7 separate regions of the Mus musculus genome follow, and all the other regions are linked to region 5. A link is a contact called in public Hi-C, HiChIP or PLAC-seq, capture Hi-C and promoter capture Hi-C data. All regions are on one chromosome and are shown on one strand. The core of a region is the stretch at or near the end of the contact, and the rest is flanking DNA. Distances in the headings are between cores, read along the strand shown. Region 1 overlaps Rnf145 (ring finger protein 145). Region 2 has its middle 35 kb from the start of Il12b. Region 3 holds the start of Ebf1 (early B cell factor 1). Region 4 overlaps Ebf1 (early B cell factor 1). Region 5 holds the start of Lsm11 (U7 snRNP-specific Sm-like protein LSM11). Region 6 has its middle 22 kb from the start of Rnf145. Region 7 holds the start of Ublcp1 (ubiquitin-like domain containing CTD phosphatase 1).

Region 1 (2,700 bases), core at 63-2,562, 1.4 Mb after region 5:
TGAGAAACTACAGAGAGGGAGAGAGCTGGCAAGGAGGAGGATGCACGAGTAGGGCGGCTGGATTTCCACAAGGAAGAGCACCCAGCCGGGGAGGAAGGGTCACCAGGAACTTAGAGAGGCTGGGGCAGATGGAGCATGCGGGAGAGGCTGCAGGAGGAGGCTCGTTTTCATCATAATTAGCCCATTTTTGATGATAAGAATGGGAACATTTCCTTTATTAAAATAAAATCAGAAAGTGAAAGCAGAAAAGCAAAGGCTGGGAGGAAGTGCTCGGGCAGCAGAAGCTGTGGTGTGATGCCTCCCTCGGTTTCCCTGGTCAGCAGGATGGAAACTTCCCTCCAATCCCCACCCCTCGCCCAGCTCTGAAGTCCCCGCGTCCAGGCCCCGGCAGGCAGGACTTGCTCTGGCCACATGTCCACATCTCCTCTGAGGGACCATGCCTCAGAAGGCATTTTCCTCTAGGACTAGTGATCCTTGCTGCTGCAAGGGACTCAGTGAAATCCCCTACAGCTCCCTCCGCGAGGCCCCTACCCCAATGGTCACACTGAGTAAATCAGAAGCACTCTAGACTCTGTACTCTGAATTCATGACTCCACAATTAGAAAAAACTCTGGGAGGGTTGAACTTCCAGGAACTCATGGAACATTTAAATGGCTCTGGTTTTTCTTTAAAAGACTGCTTTTGTGTTTGTTAGTTCTCTTTTTGTAGTGCTGGGAATGGAACGCAGAGCCTCATCCTGCTGAGCTGATGGTCCCACTACAGAGCGGCATCTCCAACCCAGAAGCTCATTATTACTGAAACAGCAGAGAGAATTTACTTTAAAAATCAATATGAGCCAGGCATGGTGGCGCACGCCTTTAATCCCAGCACTCGGGAGGCAGAGGCAGGTGGATTTCTGAGTTCAAGGCCAGCCTGGTCTATAAAGTGAGTTCCAGGACAGCCAGGGCTATACAGAGAAACCCTGTCTCGAAAAACAAAAAAAAAAACAAAAAAAAAAAACAAAAACAACAAAAAAAAAACATCAATGTGAGGGAAAAAAAAGCCACCCTTTAATATGGCACAGACATCATTTTCTTTCCTCATCAACTAGTTCTTAGTTAAGATACTGACAGTGAGAACATAACCAGGCCAGCCTGGACCAGAGCAGAGTCTGCCTCAAATGACCAAACAACTCAAACAGGGTACGAGGAAGAAGAAAAGGGTGGGGGAGAAAGAGAACTGGTGAGAAAATGAGACAGTAAAGAGCGGGTAAAGGAAGGAGGAAGAGGAGGAGAAGCAGCACAGCTGAAGGCCCCCCCTCCTCTGCAAAAACAGCCAGCCTACACCGGGCAGAGCAGGAAGAGCTCTGCTGCCTGCTCCTTCCGTCAATCTGCAGCACTGTGGGCAAGTGGGTCAATTCCTGTTTGGCTGAATGAATGACGTCTTTTTGGTGCCCTTTGAACTAGACAAGCCCAACTGGTTTTCTTCCCGGAGACAAATACGTGTGCCTCCAAGACTGCCCTCATCACTAGGGATCCCTCAAGTAGCACCTGAGAAGGCATCAGCACTGGCCAGCTCTGACCCCACCCCACCCCACCCCCGAGATTTGGAAATTCAAGACAAAGTGCTGTGCAGGTTTCAGCCACCTTTCCCAGGCTTCAGGGAGCCCAGCCTTGGCCTTTACAATTCAGAACACGCAGGGAAAACCCTGCAAGAATTTTCACTCCACGTGCAGAAGCTCAACAGTCCATTGCTGGTCCTGGACGTCACATCAGAAGAAAGAGAGGGGCTACAGACAGAATCTACATTTTTCCTCTAGGTGTCTCATTTCAAAAAGTAACAGAAAAAGGTAAAAACAATATATTTTACAAAATCAAGTATACCTTAAATCTTATCAGCACATATTAGAGATGTTTTACTTGCACTAAGTGTACCTGGAGTACCATGTGTGAGAGGGGCATTTCCAGTGCTTGGCAGCCACGTGTGGCTGAGTTCTGGATGACCAGCTTTAGCTGGCCAGCCTAGATCCGTCCCCAGACACACAACCCTCTTAGTGGTGCACCCCTGAGTCTTCTCTGTATAGAGATCTGGGCAGTCCTTTGACCTCTGTTTCCCTCTCTTTAATACTGTCTTCTAAGAGGCTTGGCTTCAGAGTCGGTTCCCTCGCTTCCTGTGTGGGGTCTCTGGCATGGTGGGTGGTTCACTTAGGACTGTATCTATTCAGCACTTTTATTTTTAACATTGTGCTTCAGCCATGTACATGTTTCTGACAACAAGACGCTCACTTCCAGCAGCAGTAAGTAAGCCTGAGACATAGCTAATCACTTTAGCCTTTCAAAGTAATGACTAGCTGTTTAAAAATTAATCTTCTCCGATATTTAAAAACCCCTTAAGAACCACAAGCCTCTATGAACTATTTTTGATATGATGATAAATACAAACAGTAAGAAGCATCTATGGGAACAAGCTGATGACCTGACCCACAGGACGGAAGAAGAACAGCAACTCCTGCAAGCTGCCCTCTGACGGACACACTCATCAAGGCATGAGCACATGACACACGTGTGCACACACTCAATAAGTACAGGAAGAAATGGGGGGAGGGAAAAGAGGGGGAGGAAGGAAAGGAGGGAGGAGGAAGGAAGGGAGGGAGGGAGGGAGGGAGGGAGGAAGAAAAGCAAGCAAGCACGCAAACAAGCTATCAAGCAAGCGTAGGGCGAG
Region 2 (2,700 bases), core at 43-2,542, 1.6 Mb after region 5:
GTATGTATTCTTAGTTCTCTATTTAAACTCGAGTCTCTCTTCAGGGCCCTTAAAGAGGTATTAAAGAGGGGCACATGACTTCTTTATCTCTCTTCCTGATGTCTAAGTTACTTTTCTCCTGCTGTAATTAAACACCACGACCAAGGGCAATTTAAGGAAGAGAGGGTTGGGGCAATTTAAGGAAGAGAGGGTTGCTTGCAACTTCTTGGTTTACCATTTCAGAGGGACAAGAGTTCCTGATGGTGGAGAGGCATAGCAACAAGGCCCAGAGGCAGAGAGAGCTGGACACTCACATCTTCACAATGCAAGTAGGTAGAGAGTGTGAATTGAAAATGGAGTGGGGGATAAACACTATAAAATCTATGCCGAGGGATGTGCTTCCTCCAGCAAGGCTCTACCTCTTAAAGGTTCCACAGCCTCCCCAAGCAGTGTTGCTACCTGGAGACCAAGTTTTCAAATATCTGAGCCTGTGTGTGTGTGTGTGTGTGTGTGTGTGTGTGTGTGTGTGTGTGTGTGTATTCTCATTCAAACCACCACAAGCCATATTGAACAAATCTTCCTTTCCTGCTCTCTGTTATTAACTTGGGAGTTTCGAATTGGCTTTTTTTGAGGACTGGTGGTGAAACTTGGGTTCCTGGGGGTATAGACTGTGACTCCAAGTTTTGCAACATTATGATTCTGTTTATTTTCTCACAGGGTAGAATTTTAGATGCTGCCCAGTTGAGTTGTTACCAGATTGAGATGATCCATGCAGAGGGGTCACCCATATTAAGTGGTTTTATTGTGTTGTGGACACACAAAGAATATTATTCACTATAGCTATGGAAACTGAGAAGGGTCTAATGGGCCCAGTGAGATGTGGGTAGGCATGGATAGCTTCCTGGGATGGTGGTGCCTGAGTTGTGTTTCATCTGTGAGGGAGTCAGGCTGAAGAAGAGAGGGCATTGCAATGTAAAGAGGTAGCATGGAGCTGTGATATAACATGGGGAGCTCTGAGCTGTGAAGGCTCTGGTGGCTGTGGAAGCCAAAGTCAGAGGACAAAAGCAACAAGCTGATGCAGAGAGGAAGGCAGTGTTTGGAGCTCACACTGAGAACTGGATAGCTCTGGGGAAACTGTATTTACCACTCCCCTTTCCTAGAGTTGGTTTCCAAGGCAAGTGAGATCATTTCCACAGATAAGAACTTAGCTGGGTGGAACAATGCTTGTTTTTTTGGCCTCTGCAAACCTCCACCTGTTCACCAAGGGCCCCAGGCTCCAACTGTGGCTATATTCCTTTGGGAACATGCCATTAATCAACTAATGACTTCAGCTTTGGCAGAGAAGGCAAGGCTAGCAACTTGAGGCAGACTTGTAAGTAGAGGAAGGGAAAACTATTGGAAGTTCTTACAGGGAAGTGAAGACAAGTTGGCTACAGTTCCAATACAGCTTTATCACTTCAGAGGATGAGGGAAAACTTGTTTATCAGACTTCCCTAAGAGTGAAGTTGCTGAGGCATCTGGAGAAGTACATCTTGGGGTAGGGGAAGAGGACAGAGAGGGGAATAGAGAGTCTGGGGATGCAGAGTGATATGTTTGAAAGCATAACCCCAGGGACAATGAAGTGGCAAGTTGCCCCTCAGCAGAGAGCCTGAATAGAGAGAACATTTGACACAGTCCAGGCTCATCTCCATTCATAAGTTCCTGGAAATATTAGATGCCATTTCCAGGATATAGGTCATAACATCCACTCAGTTGCTATTACCAGGCTGTTTAATGATCAGATGTGCATAAATAGGGTGCCTTGGAGCTTTGTAAAGAATGCCAAGAATAACATAGAACCCTGCCTACCTTCTGAGGCCTTCTAAAAGATCACAGACCATGCAGGCTCTCCCACATCACTTATTCCCACATACACTGACACACACTGCTTCCTTTACTTCATAGGTAATTGTCCCCTTGGCCTGTGTGCCTCAATTAAACTTTTAGGTCATCTTCTCAAAAAAGGCTTTCTTTGATGTCATCCTCCAGTGTAACTAGTGAGGTACATCAGTTCTGAAATGTAATTTCTCAGCTCCAAGTTTGGACCTCACACATATTGACTGACATTGGCAATTGGCTAACCTTTTTGTGCCATAGATTCTACATCAATCTGTAAGACAGAGGTAGTAACAGTATCCCTCTCAGAAAGTTGTTGTAGAGAAAAGAAGAACATGTTACTGAAGTTGTTGGGGTCAGAGCCTGGGCTTTAGTAGACCTAATGATATAAGCTTTGCCAGCAGCCCTCAGTATATCAATCAAAGAGACGTATGATAATGAAGAGCTTGTAAAGGAGGTTTGTCAGGAGCTATCATAGGAGAAGCTAAAAACTATTAAAAACTATTATCCTGAGATGGGTCTGTCTTGGATTAAAATCTATAACAGATTTGCTCCAGTAGGTAAGGCCTTGAAGAAATCCATTTTGGGAAAGATTTCTGCTATTAATATGCCTTTCATGTTATTACTAAACATACATAACAAGCACTAGGTATTAGCCAACCCTTTTGAGCAGATCTCTGCAGAGCTACAAAGATGTACTATGTTGTAGTGATGCTATATAGACAAATAGATAATAATTCTATAGAATTCCTGATTTGATTAAAATAATTTTAGGAAGAAAGTTTTTAGAGATGGTCTTAATTGCTAGAAAGATGTAATAAAGTTAGAATCAAGAATAGAATGTTC
Region 3 (2,829 bases), core at 280-2,779, 1.3 Mb after region 5:
CCGCGGGGGACTGGAGAATAGGATGCCCGGGGGCACCACAATGACAGCCCAAACTGCCGGACACTATCGGACAACACACACACACACACACACACACACACACACACACACACACACACACACTTTCGCTTCTAGCCTAGTTACCCAATTCACTCTCACTACCAACCACTCCCAACCCTGTGCTCATGGGGATGGAAACAGTATAGGACAGTTGTCCCTAGCCCTTCCCCCCAAAAATGGAAAGATGGAACTACTCCCCATTCCCCTTCTGCACCCTTTATGTCTAATGGAGCCTGGGCCCACAAAGTTTTCCCCGAAGCCCAGGTGGTGGCCAGCAATGAAAAGGGCAAGGTACCATTTCTCACTTGGGACTAGGAGCCCCTGGACAGGGCACTGGGTGTGTCCAGGGAAGTTCCTCAAGTTGGTCTCCAAGAGCATGGCCTCCAAATCACTCAGTGTAGGATCTGGAGAGTGGGAGAGGGACTGGGGAAGGCCAAGGTGACAGTGGATGAGGGTGGCTTTTAGGAGATGTGAAAATTAAAGTTGGAAATCACTATTCTACAGGCAGACTGAGAAAAACTGAAGGCTAAGAAGTGGAGAGAGGAGAGAGTAAAGAACCAGATAGGAGAAATAAGAGGAGACTCCAAGAAGAAAAATGGAGAGAGAGAGAGAGAGAGAGAGAGAGAAACGGGGGAGAGAGCCAGGTGAGGAAAGAGAAGAGAAAAACGAAGAGTGAAACTGAGAAAGAAGGGGGGAAAAGAGTGGAGAAGGACAAGAAAAAATTAAAGAAGGTAGAAAAGGGAAAGGAAAGATAGGGGGAAAGGAAAGAATTAAAGAAGGTAGAAAATAGAAAGGAAGAAAGGGGGAGAGAAGAAAATTAAGTAGGAAAAAAGAAAAGAGGGAAGAAGAAAAAGGAAAGAACTGAAGCGAAATAAAGGGGAAAGGAAGCGAAGAGAAGGAGAGGAAAAGGGAAAAATATAACCACACAGAAAAGAAAACAAGCGGTCAGAAAAGCGCAGCTATCCAACACCGAGCTGCAGAGACGCCTCTTCTGGGTTAAAACAAAACGAAAACACTCGCAGATGGGGCTGCGGAAAGTGCCGGCAAAGCTTGGGCTCGGCTCCCTCCAGCAGCTCGCTGATCTCTGGCCACCCGGCGACGAGTGCTGCGCAGCCGAGGAGCGCGGAGCTCGGGCGGCGAGCGCAGCGCAGCGGCAGACGCACTCGCGTGGCCAGGCCCCGGGTAGCCGCGCCGCCGTCTCCGGGCTCTCCCGCTAGCCGGTGGCCTCTCCTCCACGGTCCCCCAGCGGTACCCACCTCTGCGCCGCTGTGTTGGCGTCCAGCACCCCGGCGCCCTGCATCCACGTCCGCACCGCGTTCATGCCGCTGCCCAGCGGCTCTTCCTTCATACTGCTTCCACTCCGTTGGATGCTTTCCTGGATCCCAAACATGAAAACAACCTTTTCTTGTGGAAAAATCTCCTCCCCTTTGAAAATATTTGAAAAAAAAAAAAAGGAAAAAAAAAAAAAAACGCCAACCACAGATTTTTTTTTTTTTTTTTGAGTCGATGAGACTCGCGCTACATCAAGGCGGGCTGAAAAGCAAAATTTTTAAAAATGTAAACCTTCGCTCAAAACTGAGCGATAACAAGGAGGGGGGCGAGGGGAAAAAAAAAGAAAGGGAAAATCCAACGAAAAGACCAAAATTAAGAAAAAACAGAGATATATGCCTGGCTGTTGGGGGTTGTTTGGTTGGTTGGTTTTGAGTTTGGGTGCTTTTTTTTTCCTTTTTTTTTTTTTTTTTTTTTTTTTTTTTTGCTTTTTTTTTTTTTTTTGCCTTTTTTTTTTTCTTTTTGTAGTAATCACAGGCCGTTGGAGAACAGGAGGGGCTGGAGTTTCCTTTTGTAGCGGTACCTTCACTTGAAGAAGCAGGAAGAAAAAAAACCACCCTGATGACAATTTAAGAAACAATAGATACGACTCTCGAAGCCGGCTTGGCTACTTGAAGTGTCATTTTCCACAACCAGGCAAGTTTTTTTCTCTCTCTTTTTTCCTCCTCCTCTCTCAACCAAAGATGTTTCTTTCCTTTCCGTGCGTGTAGATGAGGACGCTGGTTGCTGTAGACAGATACACCGGAGGGGGGGGGGGGAAGGGGAGAGAGAGGGAAAGAGGAAGGGGGGAGGGAAAGAGATAGAAAAAGAGAGGAGAGGGAGAAAGAGAGGGGTGGACCCTGCTGGATGGAGATTCTGTTTTCTCCTTGCTAAAATAGAAGTGATTTGCAGGCTCTCCCTGTGGAATCCAGTTTGACTCTCCCCAGAGCTAAACACAGGCACACTAACCCCAAAGGGAAGGAGGCGGGGCCCTCGCAGCCTAGACACGCCCCTTCTTTGCATAACGTCATCCTTCCGCCTTATCACAGCCAATCGCAGCTCCCGAGCTGGCTTGTTCACAGAGCCTGGCCACACTCCCTCATTAACATCCTTCTCCTTGTGGCGCAGGGGAGCCGCCAAAGTTCCCGGCAAAGTGGCGAGCAAGGGATCTCTGAGCTCTAGCGTCTAAACTGGAAGGAGCGTGGCCTTAGAGAGCGAGAGAGGGGGCAGAGGGAAGGAGATGGAGGTATCCTGAGTCGAAGGGGTATGCACCATGGCAGTTCTTAAGCATCCCTTCCGAGCCCTGAGCGCGACGGAGGCGTACTGACTGCGTTCTCTTTGGGCAGACGCCTAGTCCCTTGCTTGCCTGTCCTGGGACTTCGGGGGCAAACGTGGAGGAAAAAAGGACTGACCAGGCAGAAAAGGCAGGATGCCCATCCCAGGTGTCCAGCTCTTCACTCT
Region 4 (2,700 bases), core at 111-2,610, 1.2 Mb after region 5:
TTTCAGTGACACAGTTGCTTCTTCTTCATGTGCCTACTGTTCTGGGACATTATTCATCTTCTTGTGTACAAAGAGGAAATGGCTTATGCTTGGTTTAAAACCCTGGAAAACACTCCCCCCAGAGCAATGACCAGTTTGTATCTTTCGAGCAGCTGAGATCAAAGTGATTTAAAATGTTTATTTTTAAAGTAAACCATTTACACCAATCTATGGGAAAAAAATTTTTTTTCTTTAAGACTTGTATTCGTCTTCGTTAAATCTTTACAGGCAGACCGAAATCACCTGGAGTATCTAAGGTGGCCTTATCAGGATGGTGGGACCTGTTTGATCCGGCGCTATCTCCATGTCATCTCCATAGGAAGTGGAAATAAGGCTGGGCAGGAAAATGCAAAAGACCAGACCTTGCTAGCCAGATGCACCTTGAGCCTGGTCCTCAAAGGATAGACGCCACATGGCTCTACCTGGAAAAAAAGTAAACAAACAAACAAAAAAACAAACAAAACAAAACAAAAAACCCCACAAAAACAAAAACAAACAAACAAACAAAAAAACCAGAATGGTGAAAGACACCGTTTCAGGGAATCTTTTACGAAGGTAACCTTTGTGACTCTCCAGCTTCTTTCCCCAAAGAAGGAATTCCTAACTTAAAATCCAGCTCTTAACACATTATAGCACATGCCACACAACAGTAGATAGGAAATTCCACAAGGCCCTTGGGGGAGGGGGAGCCCACTCCTCTCCTTTTCCCATCTGAAGGGTGATTTGAATTACATGGGGAGGGGGTCGCTTTATCTTCGGGAGGAGGGGCTTTCCCAGCCCCCTGGCTTTATTTCACATCTCAGGCACACAACGCTTCTTTTATGAAAACCCAGCTTAAATATTAATGTGTGTTTTCTTAAGGAAGTGGAAGGCAAATCAACTTCCTGGTAACCAGGGTATCTGATTTCTAAAATGGTCTAACGCTGATTGTCACAGGTCTGCCAGATGTGAGGGCTAAACCTCTGAAAAAAAAAAAAAAACGGAAAGGCAGGCTTTCATGCCCACTGCTGTGCGGGTCCCCACTGCTGTGAGGGTCCCACGCCTCCTGGAGTTACATCCTCTGCTGCTGTGTTTTTGTTAGCTCGCTGCCGGAAGTCCTCAACAGCCCAACTTGTTTTCTGATCCTTTAAGGACACTCCTAGCCCTCTGTCAGCCCTGAAATTGAGAGTGTGTTTGTGTTGGTAAGTGTGGTGGACTAATTAAAATAACGAGAGTTATCTTGAGCAGGGCCACTTGAACATAACGGGAAAGGAGGTTACCCAAGAGTTTGCTACAAAGCCTATTTTGAGTCAACCTTTGTTCTGTACACTCCTGTTACCTCCTGCATCCAGAAACAATGTCTTTTGTTACCAACTCCCCACCACCACCTCCCTTCTGGAAGGCTGGGTTTGTTTACTGACATTTTCAATACCAAGCAATACAAAGGGTATTTCCTTATATTAACTCCAAATGTCACCCCCCCCCCAAAAAAAAAAAAAGAAAAAGAAAAAAGAAAGAAAGGAAGAGGAAAGAAAAGAAAGGGAAAGAAAAGAAAAAGAAAAAATTTGCCTGTAAAGAAGCCTGTCTCACCAGATAAGATACCAGTAGTTCAGAATACACACACACACACACACACACACACACACACACACACACACACACACACACACACACAAAATCTTGCTCTTTGATTTGGACTTCATGGGTCTACCAGAACCTATGTTTCACCTTTTTTGCTATGTCATTTCAAAGCCACTGGCACTTCATTGCTTGGTCCAGAAGAGGATGGGCCACTTTTAGCTGCTGCTTTTAAAATGCTTACAATGAGCCAGATATGGTAACACAAGCCTTTAATCCCAGCACTCAGGAGGCAGAAACATATGGAGCTCTGTGAGTTCAAGGCCAGCCTGGCCTACAATCTGAGGAACTCCAGCTCTCTGTACTCAGAGGCTAAATTATGACCTGTGCCCCTTCAGTTCATATATAGAAGTTCTAACTGCTAGAGCCCTAAGTGTGAATGTATTTACAATAGTGTGTTTAAAGAAGTAATTAAAATAAACCAAGGTCATTAGAAGAGCCCTTATCTAGAATGGCTGTTGTCCATAATATATGAATAGGTCAGCAGATACCAGCACGGCAGAAAGAGACAATGCAAAGACACAAGAAGAAGATGGTGTCAGTTAACCAAGAAGGAGGTCCTCCGAGGAAGGCAGCCATGCTGACACCTTGACTCTGGCCTCCCAGATCTGTGAGGAAGTACACTTCTGGGGTTTAGGTAGTCCACCCTGTGGCACTTCCTTGTGACAGAGCCAGCTAGCACTTGGGTACCCTCAACAACTGATAAGCTTAAAAATAAGTCAGGGCTGGAAAGATGGCTCAGCAGAGAGTGGATAGTGTTCTTGCAGAAGACCTGAGTTCCCTTCAATCCTCTGGAAGTCTAGATCCAGAGGGACCTGATGCCGCTGGCTGCCAAAGGTGCCCACGTATAGTCATACATACACGTAATTCAAAATAATAAAAAATAAATCTTTTTTTTTACTTTAAAACAGACCTCTACGCTACCAGAGAATAATACATAGATAATAAATCAATTTTCAAAGAGATTTTACCCTATAAATATTCATTAAACACTGAGGCAAATCTAGAGAGCAGGGATGTGAACCAAACTGGGCATAACTTCTG
Region 5 (2,700 bases), core at 190-2,689:
ATGGTGCTGGAAGTTTTCATGCAGGCAGGGGATTTTTAAAGCAATAAACCGGGGTTGAACACAAGTGTCATCAAGTACCATTACCTACCCAAAGCTTGCTCTTTATTTCGTCTGTGTGTTTCCCTCCTACGATGCAGCTCACACGGTGGTGGCAGTGTGCTAAGTTTCATCTCTGTCTTAAAGATAGTCAAGTGTTCTTTTGGGCCACATTTTCAAACTTACAGAAAGTAAAGAAGACCCCAAAGCAGCTAGCGCGGGCTGAATGCCGGTTGATACTTTGAGAAGGTGGTGGCACTTCGGAGAATGACTTGTGTGGCTGGAGATGGCAAGAAGCAAGACAGCTATGCTGGATGGGGAGGGACTTACCTCCAGGAGTCTCACTTTTAAAACCATTCCTTTGGGGTTGAAGAGATGGCTATTCTTCCGAAGGAAGACCCAGAACCCACATGGTAGCTCACAACGAGCACAACTCAGGGGATCCAGCATTCTCTGGCCTCTGTGTGTATGTCTGATTGCTCATAGTGCACAGGCATACATGCCGACAAGCATACACATGAAATATATCTTAAAGAGTTTTTGCTGAACTAGAGCTAAAAAATAGTGTTGATTCTTTGGATTTTGCAGTAGTCAGGAGAACATCAAGGAGTCAGTTTTCTTTTCTTTGATACCAAGTGTTCTCTAAACTTAGTGGGCAGGGAAAGGAAGTGAGGATGTAGTCACCCGTCTTTTATAGCACTCAACCATCTAGCATGCACCCACTGTATACTCTGTACCCTTCCTGTCATATTTCAGACGACAATAAGAACTCAAAAGAGGCTCAGTAATTTGAGCTTAGACAGGCTAGCCTGATCCACATCAGGAATATACTTAACAGGAATGAAAAATGGGATATGTCTTGTCTTCCTGTCCTTTGCCTCCAGCTCAAGCCGAACAACAGAGAACATCCTGGGACTTTAAAATGCTGCTCTTGGGGTCTACCCCCCGAGTCTGGAGCATCAACCATTCTAAGCTGTCTGTGAATATCAGTGAGTTTTACTAAATAAATGGTTAATTGTTACTGCCTCCAAAATGTTGGCTTTGTTTTCGAATAATGTGTCCCTACTTGTATATTTTGTTGACGTTAGATCTCAAATTCAGAAGAGATAGTTAATATCAATGGGGGAGGGAAACGAGAACTAATAAACAGTATCTTCTTTAGTAACAAAAAGGTCAAGAGGACAGCCTCAACCTGTCTGCTGTCTGTGGAGGCGGAGCGAGGCCTGAGCAGGTCACGCCTCTCAGCACGCCCCTGCCTTGCGCCACGCCCCCTGCTGCTCTCCAGAGCGAATCTATGCTGCCCCCTGGTGGCCGCGGCTGCGCAGTGCGTCCCCTTGAGCCGCGGCTGCGGCTGCGCAGTGCCGCCCTCTGGCGGCTCGGCTCCTTCCTCCCGCCCATCGGCTTCTGCTTGCGGGCCTTTCAAACATGGAGGAGCGCGAGTGGGGGGCGAGGTCGGCTCGCGCCGGCAGCCCAGCCAGCCCGCCCAGCCCGCGGCTGGACGTCAGCTCCTACAGCTTCGACCCGCTGCTGGCCTTGTACGCACCTCGCCTGCCGCCCATTCCCTACCCCAACGCGCCCTGCTTCAACAACGTGGCGGAGTACGAGAGCTTCCTGAAGGGCGGGCGCACCGGGCGCGGTCGGGCTCGGGGCACGGGGGAGCCGGCCTCGGCGGGAACCTCCACCGGAACCTCCACGGGAGCCGGGAGCTCGTCCAGGGCCCGTCGCCGCGCCGCGCCCACCCCGGATCCCGAGCGCATCCAGCGCCTGCGCCGGCTCATGGTGGTCAAGGAGGACACGGACGGCACGGCCGGAGCGCGACGCCAGGGCCCGGGGCGCAGCAAGAAGGCACCCCGCAATGTGCTTACGCGGATGCCTTGTGAGTGCTGTGGGGCGGCCGGAGGTCTAGGCAGGGCTTGCAAAGGGCGTCTGCGGGAGTCTCGAGGGCCGTGGGGGCGCGGGCACGGTCACCTGTGAGTCACAGAGACTGTGCACGAGTTGAGGAACAGGGAGAGTGACGACCCACGGCGGTGGGGATGAGGTGGGGGTGGGGGAGATCTGCACAGGCTATCATGTCCGGAGGAATGTCCCCCAGGTAGTGAGGAGCTGCAGAGGGGCTGCGGTAGTGATGAGGCTTACGGAGCGATTGTAGGGCTTGTAGACAGTTTGGGGGGATGGGGCGAACATCAGAGGTCTGCAGAAATGATGAGAGGTCTTGGGGACCACTGCAGGGAGTTGAGGAGGTGTACAGAAGTTGTGTTGGAGCACAGCCAGTCTGAAGGTGTGTGGGATTTGAGGGTCAGGTGGAGAGTGAGGAGATGGATATGTTCACATAATAGCACAAGAGACGTCTCCTATCCCAGCATGGGAACTGACAGCCCCGCCTGGGGTGCCGTTTCCGCCTGGGCTGCAGGGACTTGATCGGCTTGTGTTCACATTAAATCACTAGTGTTGGAGTGCCGCAGACACAGAATGCTACCAAAACACAGGTGCGGTTTTACAGCTACTGGCTGGCTGGGGCAGGACTATCTGTCAGGCTCAGGTTACCCTGTGTGCAGGTTGTTTTAAAATTCTAAAGGTAGAAATGGCACAAGAGAATTTCTTGCAGCTTCCTAATAGATCCGCAGGATGAATGAAGCCTTAAACAGCAAAGGTTCTAATGTGCTA
Region 6 (2,700 bases), core at 151-2,650, 1.4 Mb after region 5:
TGTGTGTTTGAGGTTCCAGCATTCACATGCGTGTACACCAAGTAAGTCATTGAAAGATGTCGGATGCCCTGATCTACCATGCTTTATCACCTTCTTCTGAGGCAGGCATTGCCACAGAGCCTGGAGCTGGCCACTTTTCAGGTAGGCTGGTTCCCGGTGCTGCTCCAGACCTGAGAGTCCACAGTCAGCTTTTTCCTTGGGTGTTTGTTGGGCATCTGAACTCGGCTCCTCATATCTGCACAGCAAGCACTGTTAACCAATGATCACCTCCACGCCCCCAATTTCAATCTTTTACAAAGGCAGCCTGGGATCAAGTAGTCTTAAGTTTGTTTGTTTTTTTTAAGGTGGTTATTAGCAATAATATGAAAATATCCTATTCTTTACCAGGGGGTTAAATGACAGATTTTTAAAATTGAAAAATTTTTGATAATTTCATACATGTATTCTTATTTACCACATTTCACCACTTCCTCTTGCCTCTCCAACTCCTTCCATGCCATCTTCACTCCCTCTCAAGTTCATACCCCCTGCCCCGGTTGTTACTGCTCCTTGACTATACATAAACACACATATACCCCACGGAGCCCATTTAGTCTTGCTTGTATGCATATGTGTTAAGGGCTGAACACTTGGGCTTGGATAACTTATTAAAGGGCTTGACCCATAGAGAAAGCTAAACTCCCCCCCCCCCTCAGAAGCCATTGTTTGCCCATAGTTGACACGGCAGATTTTTAAGAGCAATCTGAGCATTCAGAAGCAATTGAGCTGAGAATAAAAGAAAAGGAGTGAGCTGGTTGTTAGAAAATGCAGGGGAAGTCCAAGTGCAAGAAGATCCGACTAAAGTAGCCCTAAGGTCAACACATGAGGCAATGGCACAGCCTTAATAAGAGGTGGTTTGTCTTCACCCGAGTCCGAGTCAGCAGTTACAAGAAGTTAAAGGGAAGGAAAAGAACAAACACAAGAGGTTAAAACTTCTAGGGAATTTTAAGATTAGGCTGCTGTTCTTGGCTTACAGATCTGCAAGCAGGATCTCACTTGGCAGAGAGGGAAGATTGCCCAGAAGACTAATCAAATGGGAGTTTTATTGAAGTGAAATTCAGAAAGCATGAGCCAATCATTTTCTTTTAAAAAAGTATTTGAACCAGTGCCTTTAAGTATGTTCACAGTGTTAGACAACCATTGCTACTCTGATGTCAGACCCTTGCTGTCAACTTGAAAGAATCGTATGCTCAGAGGGCCCAGGTTAGTGACAGCCCTGTAACTTTTCCCTCTAAACTCTTTCAGACTAATAAAGGCATCACGCTTTCTAAGCCAAGAAAGGACAGCCTGGTTTCCTGTTAGCCCAGTTCTGCTCTCTCAGGGGGGAGGGCCCTCTCCCCAGGGCCTTTCTTCTTTGTTTCTCAAGCACTGGAGGGCTTTGGAGGCATGCCTGTGAGCAATGAGACATAACTGAACTGGGACCTCACAGGTGTTGGTGTCTTTCAGAGAGCCTGCTGGGACTTCCTGGTGCAGTCTTTGAAACTGAAAGAGGAGTTGGTTCCAGCTTTTCCGTGAATAATGCTGACTTCTAGAAGGAACTGGGAGTGGACTCCAGTCAAGGCAATTCTCTCAAGCAGTACATGTAGATTACTGAGAGCCCAGGTGCCAATCTGGTCTTGGGAAAAGCTCTGGAGTTTGGGGACCAGGAAGGTGGCACTAAGGAACAAGCCTTTGGCTGAGGCTCTGCGCAGAGGCCCAGGACAGGCTTTGGGAAAGGAGCAGCCTTCCTAACTCAACTCTGGGAGACTGGCTTTCCTGAGACTACACCATCACTATCACCACCTCCACCACCTCCACCACCACCACCCACCACCACCACCACCACCACCACCACCCACCACCACCACCACCACCACCACCACCACCACCACCACCACCACCACCCACCACCACCACCACCACCACCACCACCACCACCACCACCCACCACCACCACCACCACCACCACCACCACCAACCACCACCACCACCACCACCACCACCACCACCACCCACCACCACCACCACCACCACCAACCACCACCACCACCCACCACCACCACCACCACCACCCACCACCACCACCACCACCACCACCACCAACCACCACCACCACCCACCACCACCACCAACAACAACAACCACCACCACCCACCACCACCACCAACAACCACCACCACCACCACCACCACTAGCACCACCACCACCACTAGCACCACCACCACCAACAACAACTACCACCACCACCACCCCTTGACCAGCACCACCACAACCACCACCAGCATCAGCATCACCACCAACAGCAACACTAGCACCACCAACAGCAGCAGCACCATACCACCATTTTCAGAAATTGTAGAGTGGCCATCGACGGGGTTTATTTGCAGCTGGAGACATGGGAAGAAGGGTAACTTCTTCCCTAATGTATACATCACTATATACAAGTGGTTCTATCTTTTGAAGTGTAAACACTATTCTTTTGGTCTTGGGAGTGTTGGTTGAGCCTTAAAAACGTCAGGTTTTGCCAGATTCTTAAGCAGACTTTTAACATTGGCTGCTGGGGAAGAAAAACAACAACAAAAACTCCACGCACTGTAAATTGATGCCCCATTCTTGTCTCACCCAATGAGGAGTACTTGTCTCTAGGCACCTGTCTACCTTAAACACAACTGGGCTCACACA
Region 7 (2,700 bases), core at 13-2,512, 1.5 Mb after region 5:
ACCAAGGCACAGGAAGTCTGAGAACAACTGTCAAGAGGTGGCCACGCCTCTTATGGGTCTCTAAGATTGAATTTGAAGTTTTAAAAAGTATCAGATATACTTATCTAGGGGCTGATGATGTAAACATTCTTCAAGTTACTTTTTAGGTCTTTCTTTTCTTTTTTCTTTTGCATAACAAGTAACACTGGGAATTTCTTGAATGGATGAGAAGGGTTAGGTCCCGTTGAGGCTTTCTTCTGTCTGAGTCAGAGTTTCAGTCTGTATCCCAGGGCTGGAACTAGAATTCCCTATGCCCAGGCTGGCTTCAAATTTATGCACTATCCTACTGCCTCAGCTGGGATTACAGGCAAGAGCCGCCTCCAGGGGTTCAAATGGAGACTGCTTTGATAGCTAAGAAAAACTCCACTTTATGTGAGGCACCCATTCTAAATTCCGAAAAGATAAGTTCCTAGCAACTCTGACTCCTTGCCCCTTCCCCATGAATTGGAAAACTGCTATGAAATGATTAACTGCTGGCTCTGATTTCTGCGAACTCCGCTCATCATTACGCACAGGGGGTGGGGGGTGGGGGTGAGGCAGTTCCTCACATAGCTGTCAATCCCACAGAAATGAAGTAATTGTAACTGCCCTTAAAAGCCCCTTTCCTGTTTTAGCTCACAGGAACTAAAGAGAGCGGCTGCTTAAGAAGAAAAACTCGGATAACTATAATTTAAACGGAGTCTCCGGTCTCTCCGAGTGACTTCGAACGCTGCAGCATTTATTTCTATGAAAGCATGGCATTCTTCTGTAAAGAGAACTAGCTTTCCTTGCATTTAAGGAGGCAAAGCAAGCACGAGTGGGTGGAGCCGACCGACACACAGATCTGGAACACCGTTGTCACACGGATATTTGTTCCATGAGTGTTTGGATCACTTTGGCCGGCTTTCCCCTGGAGTGGGCAAATTATATTCCTGGCTCCTTGCGTCTCTAGAAAAGTCTCCTCTTCAGTCCTCAAAGGTCGGCTTCATTCGGAACGCGACACTGCCACAGGAGTCACAGGGCTCCGCAAAGCTCAGCTCTGGTGGAAAAAAAAAAAAAGTCGCCACCGGGCCGGAGCATGCGCAGAACAGCCGGCGGCGGCCACCAAGAACCGGGAGGGGTCTCTTTCACAGAGGTCAAAGTCTGGAAAACACTCGGCCGGCCTGGGCTCCGCAGGCGTCACATCGGAGGAGAAACCAAACAAGCGGCAGCCGCATTTCCCCCTCCCCTACAACACATTTCCGGTCTCAACCACACTTTCCGGTCCGCCCGCCGGTTCCGGTCCCGCCCCTCGCTTCCGGTCTCCTTAGGTTCCGCTGCGGCCGGCTTTTTCGTCCGCTGTAGCTGGTTCCGCCGCGCTCCAGGTGAGAGGACGCGGGGTTCTCCGGCGCGCCTGCCTGTGAAGGCGACGCTGCGGCCGGGGGATGCCACTGAACTGCATGCGCCCCGTGGTTTGTCTCGCTGCGGTCCGGGTGGGCTGGGACTGCAGCTGTCCCGCCTGGCCCCCAGAGGCCCCTGTCCCGGCGCACTGCGGGTCGTGGCCGCAGCCTTCGCATCCGGCCTTCTCACCTGACCCCAAGGCTTCCCACGTCCCAGAATGTTCTGCGTCCGCGGGCCTCGTCCCCCGCTCCTGCAGGGTCTGTCTTGTCCTCCCCTCACGCGGGTTGTCGAAGGCGTCCGAGGCAGCTTGTTTCTGAGACTCTGCCTGTCTTGGGATACTCCCGGGGCAGTCCGGGCTGCACCCCGCGCGGCTCCTGCGGGCCGGCGCCAGGGCCCGCGGCCCAGCACCGCACGCTCACTCTTGCCGGGCTGGATGAAAAGTTCACACTGTCACTTTTGAAATTGCCGCCGTTGGCTGCTTTTCGTGATGCGGTGTTGGGCGAGAGTCGCTGTGACTTATTTTGCAGGTTTCTAATCTGTACAGTGAGGTCGCTTGTTAGTCCAGGATTGTGAAGATTAAGATAGCGATAGTTAACGTGCTCAGCCCTCACTGCTACCGTTCTCCTAGCTCCTCGCGGCTTATCAAATGCTGTCAGGTGTTAGCGCTTATCAAAACACATACATGTGAACTGACTCATCTCTGGGTTTGGAAGGCTGAGGGCTAGAGAGGTAAGAGACTAGGCAAACCCAACACAGGATGTTAGGCAGAACTCCAGTATAAACATACGTTGATTACATATCCCATAAAAATGTCCTCTTTGAGTTGGATCGCCATCACCACCCACTCCCACCCCCCAATTTGGGGGACAAATGTGATAAACCATTAGCATTGTATGAGAAAGTATAAAAATGCCCATGCTTTTTTTGTCCTGCATGATTCTCAGTAGTGATGAAATGAGATTCAAAAATTAAAAAAAGTTTTAAGAACTTAAGCTGGAAAGGTTTGTATAACCTTTTTTTTTTTTCTATGCCCAGAGTCTTGGGGCATTTGACAACTTGTCTTTACCATTTGTAGCACAAGTTCTTTATGAAGTAGTGCCTGTTGTTAAGTGCATGGGGCCCATGCCATTGGCAGGTTTTTCTAAAGCCGGTAACAGAAGAGCCTAGAGGAGTAGCATGCTCAGCCTCTACCACCTCAGAGGTGGTAGAAAAAGACTGGTTAAAGTGGACATTGTTAGGTCTCTTTCCTTATTCTGATGATACTTCCAAGAAGTCTTCATCAAATTTAAGTCAGTGGTATTG

The links. Promoter capture Hi-C pulls out the DNA fragments that hold promoters and counts their contacts. A called contact is a pair of places that touch in the nucleus more often than the background predicts. HiChIP or PLAC-seq counts read pairs in DNA pulled down with a chosen protein or histone mark. Capture Hi-C pulls out chosen DNA fragments and counts their contacts.
Region 1: a Hi-C map of CD8 T cells shows a contact between it and region 5, with 6 times the contacts expected there. The contact joins the enhancer-like site here to the promoter of Lsm11 in region 5. A contact is called at or near these places in 8 of 39 promoter capture datasets (3T3-L1-derived adipocytes, cranial neural crest, hippocampal neurons and 5 more), 1 of 484 Hi-C or Micro-C datasets (CD8 T cells), 8 of 115 datasets of contacts at active chromatin or transcription factors (acute myeloid leukemia, bone marrow-derived macrophages, embryonic forebrain and 5 more) and 1 of 9 other capture datasets (macrophages).
Region 2: a contact with region 5 is called in a promoter capture Hi-C map of 3T3-L1-derived adipocytes, with 6 times the contacts expected there. The contact joins the enhancer-like site here to the promoter of Lsm11 in region 5. A contact is called at or near these places in 6 of 39 promoter capture datasets (the 3T3-L1 cell line, 3T3-L1-derived adipocytes, the C10 cell line and 2 more) and 1 of 115 datasets of contacts at active chromatin or transcription factors (large pre-B cells).
Region 3: a capture Hi-C map of embryonic stem cells shows a contact between it and region 5, with 8 times the contacts expected there. The contact joins the promoter of Ebf1 here to the promoter of Lsm11 in region 5. A contact is called at or near these places in 6 of 39 promoter capture datasets (the 3T3-L1 cell line, the C10 cell line, embryonic stem cells and 2 more), 1 of 15 datasets of contacts at CTCF or cohesin (stem cell-derived epiblast-like cells), 2 of 484 Hi-C or Micro-C datasets (embryonic stem cells and pre-B cells), 8 of 115 datasets of contacts at active chromatin or transcription factors (the 230-238 cell line, embryonic forebrain, embryonic midbrain and 4 more) and 2 of 9 other capture datasets (adipose tissue and embryonic stem cells).
Region 4: an H3K27ac HiChIP or PLAC-seq map of embryonic stem cells shows a contact between it and region 5, with 7 times the contacts expected there. The contact joins the enhancer-like site here to the promoter of Lsm11 in region 5. A contact is called at or near these places in 7 of 39 promoter capture datasets (the 3T3-L1 cell line, the C10 cell line, hippocampal neurons and 3 more) and 1 of 115 datasets of contacts at active chromatin or transcription factors (embryonic stem cells).
Region 6: a contact with region 5 is called in a promoter capture Hi-C map of pre-B cells, with 10 times the contacts expected there. The contact joins the enhancer-like site here to the promoter of Lsm11 in region 5. A contact is called at or near these places in 4 of 39 promoter capture datasets (the C10 cell line, embryonic stem cells, liver and 1 more) and 3 of 115 datasets of contacts at active chromatin or transcription factors (embryonic forebrain, large pre-B cells and microglia).
Region 7: a contact with region 5 is called in a promoter capture Hi-C map of pre-B cells, with 25 times the contacts expected there. The contact joins the promoter of Ublcp1 here to the promoter of Lsm11 in region 5. A contact is called at or near these places in 12 of 39 promoter capture datasets (the 3T3-L1 cell line, 3T3-L1-derived adipocytes, the C10 cell line and 8 more), 5 of 484 Hi-C or Micro-C datasets (B cells, CD4 T cells, Sertoli cells and 2 more), 4 of 115 datasets of contacts at active chromatin or transcription factors (the 230-238 cell line, cardiomyocytes, large pre-B cells and 1 more) and 3 of 9 other capture datasets (adipose tissue, liver and macrophages).

What each region holds. Positions count from the first base shown.
Region 1 is chr11:44,544,058-44,546,757 of GRCm38.p6, reverse strand. All of the region lies in intron 4 of Rnf145 (ring finger protein 145), which reads right to left. Among named protein-coding and RNA genes, the nearest start is that of Gm51891, 14 kb to the right of the region's middle. Within about 2 kb of position 1,312, at least 125 of the 459 cell types and tissues checked have an H3K27ac peak or open chromatin away from gene starts, as enhancers often do. A contact at or near this core is called in CD8 T cells, bone marrow-derived macrophages, liver and 1 more, where this site is marked.
Region 2 is chr11:44,363,248-44,365,947 of GRCm38.p6, reverse strand. No RefSeq gene overlaps it. Among named protein-coding and RNA genes, the nearest start is that of Il12b, 35 kb to the left of the region's middle. Within about 2 kb of position 1,292, at least 7 of the 459 cell types and tissues checked have an H3K27ac peak or open chromatin away from gene starts, as enhancers often do. A contact at or near this core is called in 3T3-L1-derived adipocytes, where this site is marked.
Region 3 is chr11:44,616,800-44,619,628 of GRCm38.p6, reverse strand. Ebf1 (early B cell factor 1) reads right to left here and starts at 1,529. Exons shown (of 16, transcript NM_007897.3): 1 at 1,317-1,529. The coding sequence starts at 1,450.
Region 4 is chr11:44,706,146-44,708,845 of GRCm38.p6, reverse strand. The region is part of intron 6 of Ebf1 (early B cell factor 1); the gene reads right to left. Among named protein-coding and RNA genes, the nearest start is that of Ebf1, 89 kb to the right of the region's middle. Within about 2 kb of position 1,360, at least 54 of the 459 cell types and tissues checked have an H3K27ac peak or open chromatin away from gene starts, as enhancers often do. A contact at or near this core is called in embryonic stem cells and stem cell-derived epiblast-like cells, where this site is marked.
Region 5 is chr11:45,943,674-45,946,373 of GRCm38.p6, reverse strand. It overlaps Lsm11 (U7 snRNP-specific Sm-like protein LSM11), which reads left to right and starts at 1,439. Exons shown (of 4, transcript NM_028185.2): 1 at 1,439-1,912. The coding sequence starts at 1,462. Thg1l (tRNA-histidine guanylyltransferase 1-like (S. cerevisiae)) reads left to right here. Exons shown (of 6, transcript NM_001080969.3): 6 at 1-1,069.
Region 6 is chr11:44,495,106-44,497,805 of GRCm38.p6, reverse strand. No RefSeq gene overlaps it. Among named protein-coding and RNA genes, the nearest start is that of Rnf145, 22 kb to the left of the region's middle. Within about 2 kb of position 1,400, at least 110 of the 459 cell types and tissues checked have an H3K27ac peak or open chromatin away from gene starts, as enhancers often do. A contact at or near this core is called in microglia and pre-B cells, where this site is marked.
Region 7 is chr11:44,469,110-44,471,809 of GRCm38.p6, reverse strand. Ublcp1 (ubiquitin-like domain containing CTD phosphatase 1) reads left to right here and starts at 1,262. Exons shown (of 11, transcript NM_024475.5): 1 at 1,262-1,382.